Regions from separate parts of the Sus scrofa genome. Here region 1 is linked to region 2. Evidence: chromatin contacts called from public HiChIP or PLAC-seq data. All regions are on one chromosome and are shown on one strand. Each heading gives the region's core, a stretch centred on a gene start, on an enhancer-like site or on the middle of the called end of the contact. The rest is flanking DNA. Distances are from core to core; before and after follow the strand shown.

The links. HiChIP or PLAC-seq counts read pairs in DNA pulled down with a chosen protein or histone mark.
Region 1: a contact with region 2 is called in an H3K27ac HiChIP or PLAC-seq map of skeletal muscle. The contact joins two enhancer-like sites. A contact is called at or near these places in 5 of 47 Hi-C or Micro-C datasets (embryonic fibroblasts, liver, mesenteric adipose tissue and 1 more) and 1 of 2 datasets of contacts at active chromatin or transcription factors (skeletal muscle).

Annotation. Positions count from the first base shown.
Region 1 is chr12:34,239,692-34,242,540 of Sscrofa11.1, forward strand. No RefSeq gene overlaps it. Among named protein-coding and RNA genes, the nearest start is that of VEZF1, 23 kb to the right of the region's middle. Within about 2 kb of position 1,485, at least 27 of the 83 cell types and tissues checked have an H3K27ac peak or open chromatin away from gene starts, as enhancers often do. A contact at or near this core is called in skeletal muscle, where this site is marked.
Region 2 is chr12:34,173,168-34,176,112 of Sscrofa11.1, forward strand. No RefSeq gene overlaps it. Among named protein-coding and RNA genes, the nearest start is that of CUEDC1, 6.9 kb to the left of the region's middle. Within about 2 kb of position 1,379, at least 42 of the 83 cell types and tissues checked have an H3K27ac peak or open chromatin away from gene starts, as enhancers often do. A contact at or near this core is called in skeletal muscle, where this site is marked.

The sequences.
Region 1 (2,849 bases), core at 235-2,734, 67 kb after region 2:
TCAGTGAGTTAAGAACCCATCTAATATCCATGAGGACTCAATACCTGGCACCACTCAGTGGGTTAAGGATCGGCCTCGCTGTGAAGGCTGGCAGTTGCAGCTCCAATTTGACCCCTAGCCTGGGAGCTTCCATATGCTGCGGGTGTGGCCCTAAAAAAATAAATTAAATAATTTAAGAAAATATAAAGACTAAAGAGACAGGGCAACCAAACACAACACCTGACCCTCGACTAGAACTTGAACTGGAGAGGGAGATGCTGTCAAGGACACAATCAGATCCGCAGACAAAACTGGAATATGGATAGTAGATTAAATAAAAGTATCATATAAGTGTAAATGGGTAAAATTAATACCTGGACTGTGGTGTAAGGGCTTATCTCAATCTTTAGGAAATACACACAGAATTAAGGAGTAAGGTCTATAATGTATAAAACCCTGAAGAGGTTCAGAGAAAAAAAATTAAAGAGACCTTATTGGATTAAGTAAAGGATAAAATGTTAGCAATAGGCAAACCTGAGTAAAGACTATATAGGTGTTTCTTGTACTCTTTTTGTTTTTGCAACTTTTTGTAAGTTTGAAATTATTTCCAAATAGAGTTTTTCAAAACCGTTCCAAGCACACTTTGTGTTTTCTCTGCCCAAGCCCTACAATCAGCTTTTTCTCATTAGAGGAGCCTAGTGATCAGGCATATTGAACCACGTTCAAAACAAAACAAAACAAAAATAGTGAGAAGGAAAAGCATTTCTACCATATGGAAGAGTGTGACAGAAGGCAAGGAAACGTGAAATATAAGTGTAGATGATAGAAAGGACGGGTGCCAGAAAAGTGGGTCTTTTTGAAAGCTAACCCAGCAGTTCCCATCGTGGCGCAGTGGTGAACGAATCCGACTAGGAACCAGGAGGTTGCGGGCTTGATCCCTGGCCTCGCTCAGTGGGTTCAGGATCCATTGTTGCCGTGAGCTGTGGTGTGGGTTGCAGACGTGGCTGGGATCCCGAGTTGCTATGGCTCTGGCGTAGGCCGGCGGCTACAGCTCCGATTAGACCCCTAGCCTGGGAACCTCCATATGCCGCGGGTGCGGCCCTAGAAAAGGCAAAAAGACAAAAAATAAAAAATAAAACCTAACCCAGAAAAAGGGCATCCCAGGATAAACAGTGGCCTCGCAGAGGCAAAAGGCAGCTCCGCAACAACTTCCCACAAAGCGGCTCACCCGCACATGTGTGGTTTGGAAGTGAGATGCAACAAACCAACAGATTCAGCCGTTCTTTAGGGGGCCAACACTGTACTGGGAGGCACATCATAAAACTTAATTTTATCTATATATACGTAGAATGCATACAACAACCGTGCAGAGTTTAGAGAGTGAAGCTGGGTTAGCGTGAACTTCAGCTGGAGTGGAGCAACGCCTGTGAATGAGCCCCCTCACCCGACCAATCAGAACGCCGGAGGATCAACCAATCCGGGCTCGGCAATGCTCTTGTCCGGGCGGGGGCTGACACGCCCAGAGTTGTTTATTTGCCCAGCGTCCGCACACCAGCCCAGCTCCAACTCTAAGTCTACCCAGGGGGAAATCGCGGAGAGGAGGCCTGCAAAGTAGATTAGGTCCAATGGTGGAGGGCATCGGATGCTAGGCCTGGCACTTAGGGCACCACAGTAGGTTGACTGATCCAGCCTTGGCAAAACCCACATTTGACACGCGCTCTGCGGGGCTCCTCTCTCAGAGCGCTGAGTCCAGGACGCCCTTGGGGAGAGCAGGTGGAGAAGGCTGTCAGTCTTCTCTCCCCCATCCTGCCTGCGTAGGTGGTGGCGCTCCCTTTCCTCTAGGGAAGGAAGGAGGTCAGGCCTGTGCCAGGCTAGCAGCAAGAACTAACTCTTTGTCAGGATGGGGAGATTGCAGAGGGAAACTGTACAGGCACCTTCTCTGGATATAGTTCATACGGGGGTTCAGCAGGAGACAAATGACTTCTCTGAAGCCCTATGTACCATCTCCAGGGAGGCACACACATCCTGGCATTTTCCAGGTCTCTTAGCCTGGTGTCAGTCCCTCGAGGTAACCTGAGCCCTCCCTGCCACATATTCCACAGCCTTCAACTAGCTGCTGTTCAGATGTGTCTCCCATGTAAACTTCTCATTCCTGAGATGAGGCTCTGATTCCCAGACTGGAGGCTAGTCCTCAAAACCTCAGCATCTGAGATGGGGAAGCCATGCAGGAAGGCAATCAGCTCCTTTGCTCTTTTGGAGAAAGTAGTTGGTGCCTCTGATCGAACTGATGTTTCATCCCCAGATAGGCTATAGGAGGATCATGGGCAGGTGGGGTACATTGAATCCCAGGCGCCCCCTCTTCTGTACCAGGCTCTGTACTAAGCACTTTATGTGAATTAGATTTTCAAAAACTTTACTAAGTTGGAACTCTCATCATCCTTATTGTACAGCTGAGGCAACAGAGGCCAGAGAGGTGATGGAGCTTGCTCAGGGTCACACAGTTCCAAGTGACACAGCCTAGATTTACACCCCACGCCTGTCAGATTCCAAGCCCCTTCCCTTAACTGCAACCCTGTATTACAGCACCTCCAGGCCCTCCCTTATGCCGGGCCTTGCCCTTCTCTGGATCTTTTGGGGCCTTGCTTACCTGTTGCTGCTGTTCCCGTGCTTGGTGCTCAGTGCCTTGAGTTTCAGGCTTCCACACTGGGCCTCACTGGTACAACAGTGTGCCATGGTCCCACTGATTTGGAACCAGCAGTTTAGGAGATGTGCAAACCCTCTGGCCTCTCCAGTCAAATTTAGGAACTAGTCTCCCTTCTGGGGGGCCCTGGACAACTTCCCCTTTATTTGAATATATCCCAACTCTTGTT
Region 2 (2,945 bases), core at 129-2,628:
AGGATTCCAGAATCCAGCCATCCCTCCTCACCTGCACTGCTGCCAGCCCTTTCTCGGTGTCCTGGCCTCACCCCATCACGTCCCCACAGACCATATCATGGCAGTCACGACATTCCTCGGCTCCAGCCCTCCCAGTGGCTCTCCATGTCCTCAGGACACAACCCGGAGCCCTGCTGTGGGCCATCAGACCCCACGGGTCAGGCACGTGGCAAGAACTCAGTCACCGTGGCCCCTCTCTGACACTGCCCACACACCACGTCCATGCGGACACACACACAGACACCCCCCTCTCCCTTGCCCTAGCTCTCCCCGCTCTGCCGCCCTGGCTCTTTGCTATTCCACCCACAAGTCGCACACGCTTCCATCCAGAAGCCTCAGCATTTAGTCTTTCCACCGTCTGCCGTGTTCTTCTCCCAAATATCTCTGTGGCTCCCTCCCTCCCTGTGGTCCCTACGCAAGCATCACTGTATCAGTGAGCCAACAGCACCCAGCCCATCTGCCACCTTTAAAGGTGGTCCCTCGCCTTTGCCCTGCTTTGTTTTCCTCTCGACCACCAGAGAGAGTATATGTTTAGTTATCAATGACCACCTTCCCGACTAGAATGTAGCTCCAAGAGGGTTTTATTCGCTCTGCGATCCCCAGTGCCCCAAAACAGTGCCAGGCACGGTCAACAAATACTGGTCAGGTGGATAAGAAGGAAGGAAAGACGTGGAGGTGGTAACTGTAGGTTCTCTTCCCCTCCCCACCCCCTTGGGCTATGGGGTGGGGATGGGGGTGCTTTCTTCATTTCCAAAGCCCTGTCTCCACTAGGTCCTCGTTTAGTTCTCACAACAAATCTATCACGTATACAGGGCACGGTGTATTGTGACCCCAGTTCACAGGTGAACCGACCAAGCCCAAGGCAGCCCAGTGACTTGGCTAAGTTGCTGCGGCCCTCTGCCACCCGGTGTGAGGGCCTCATCCCTGGCACACAAGGCTGATGGCAGGCTGGTCCTTCTAAGCCAGTGACAGCTCCAGGGGAGCAGGAGGTTAACCCCCTGCAAGATCTGAATAGAGATTCTACTGTCTCCTGGGAGCGCCAGGACTCAACCCCAAAGGGAGAGGGTTACAGGAGGAGGTGCTGGGCTGAGAGGTCAGAGGTCCCAGGTGCCAGCCCTCTCCTGTCCCGCCCCCCACTCTTCTGGAAGGGGGTGGGACTGCCCAAGGCCAGCTCTGTCCCTCCCCATCCCAGGCTCCCTCCTCTGAAAATCCCCCAGGGAGGAGGGACAGACCGGATCTTGTGATCCATCTGTAATTGCTGTGATCACAGCCTGCAGAGGAACTGGCTGTCCCTTGTGGCCTAAGATCTGGGCCCAGCCCAATGGCACCAATGGCATGGCCATGCCAGGCCACTAGGTGGTGTCCCAGGGCTCAGGCTGTGGCTGCTCCCAGGAAAGGGACCGCAGAGCTGCTTCTCTCCAAGAACTGGAATCAGCCCCACCCCCACTCTGGGGCGGATTAGAAGGGAGAGGAGCCACCCAGCTGCCCCAGAAGTCTTACAACCCAAGTCTGGAAGAGTTTCGAAATCATTTATTCCCAAGGTGGGACATATAAGACACACAGGCCACTAATGTCTATCCCACGTCCTTGACAGACATCACTAATCCATCCAGCTATTGTCCTGTGGAACCTGCACAGCCTAGGAACTCAACCCAGCGCTCCGGGCAAGCTCCTACCAAGAGCTTAGAACTGGCAAGCATGATACACCCTGCCTGCCAGCCCTCACATTTCCCGTCTGAGACCAGGCCCAGGCTTACTTTGTCTCATTAGGAATCCGGGCTGCAAAAGCCAGCAGGGCCAGAAGGAGGTCATGTGACCCCCGGGGGATGCTTGTGTAACCATGGTTTAAAGTCCTGGGGAAACCTCAAGTGGGTAATGGCAGCGTTAATGGAGAGGCTGTGGGGCCCGGGGCAGCTGCATCCTTGTCCAATTGTCACCTCAGAGGCGATGGGGGCAGGGCGCAGGGAAGTCTGCCGAGCTTCTTGGCTTCTGAGCTGCAGAGGCCCCACAAGGGGAGCAGGGGGGTGGGGGACAAGAGACAGAGAGAGGCTGTCAGGGTCTGGGGGGGCTGCGGGGGAGTGTCCGAGTGTGTAAGTGTGTGTGTGTGTGTACGCGAGTGAGCGCCCAGCGGAGGGGAGGGGGGCAGCGCTGACAGAGACGCCTTGTCCTCCTGCCCCGCACAGGCTTGCTTTCTTCCCAAGCTATTAATGTCACTGCAGCTTCAAAAGCCGGGTGACCTTTAAATGCCGAGCCTCCTGCTCCAGCTCAAGGCGCGGAAACGGCTTAATGGAAACTCAAACGGCCACAGCTGCTGGGGCTGCAACAAAGCCAGCCTCATTCCCGAGGCGCCCCAAGCTGCTGGGCAGCCACACCTGTGCCCCCTCCCGGGAGGTGGCGTGGGGCAGGGGTGGGGGTGGGGGTCGGGAAGGGCAGAGAGGACCGTTAGGCACAGCCATTGGGAAAAGGTGGCTTGGCTGGACCTGAGAGGAAGAAGAGGAGGAAGAGAGGGAGAGACAGACTCAGCTCTGCCAGGCCAGGCTGTGTGATCTTGGATGAGCTGCTTACCTCTCTGGGCCATCCCCTATCATTTAGACCAATCTAAGGCTGCGGCAGAGGAGTTCCTGCTGTGGCGCAGTGGTTAACGAATCCGACTAGGAACCATGAGGTTGAGGGTTTGATCCCTGGCCTTGCTCAGTGGGTTGAGGATCTGGCATTGCCGTGAGCTGTGGTGTAGGTCACAGACATGGCTTGGATCCTGCGTTGCTGTGGCCCTGGTGTAGGCCAGCAGCTACAGCTCCGATTGGACCCCTAGCCTGGGAACCTCCATATGCCACGAGAGTGGCTCAAGAAAAGGCAAAAAGACCAAAAAAATAAAATAAGGCTGGGGCAGAAAAAAAAAAAATCCA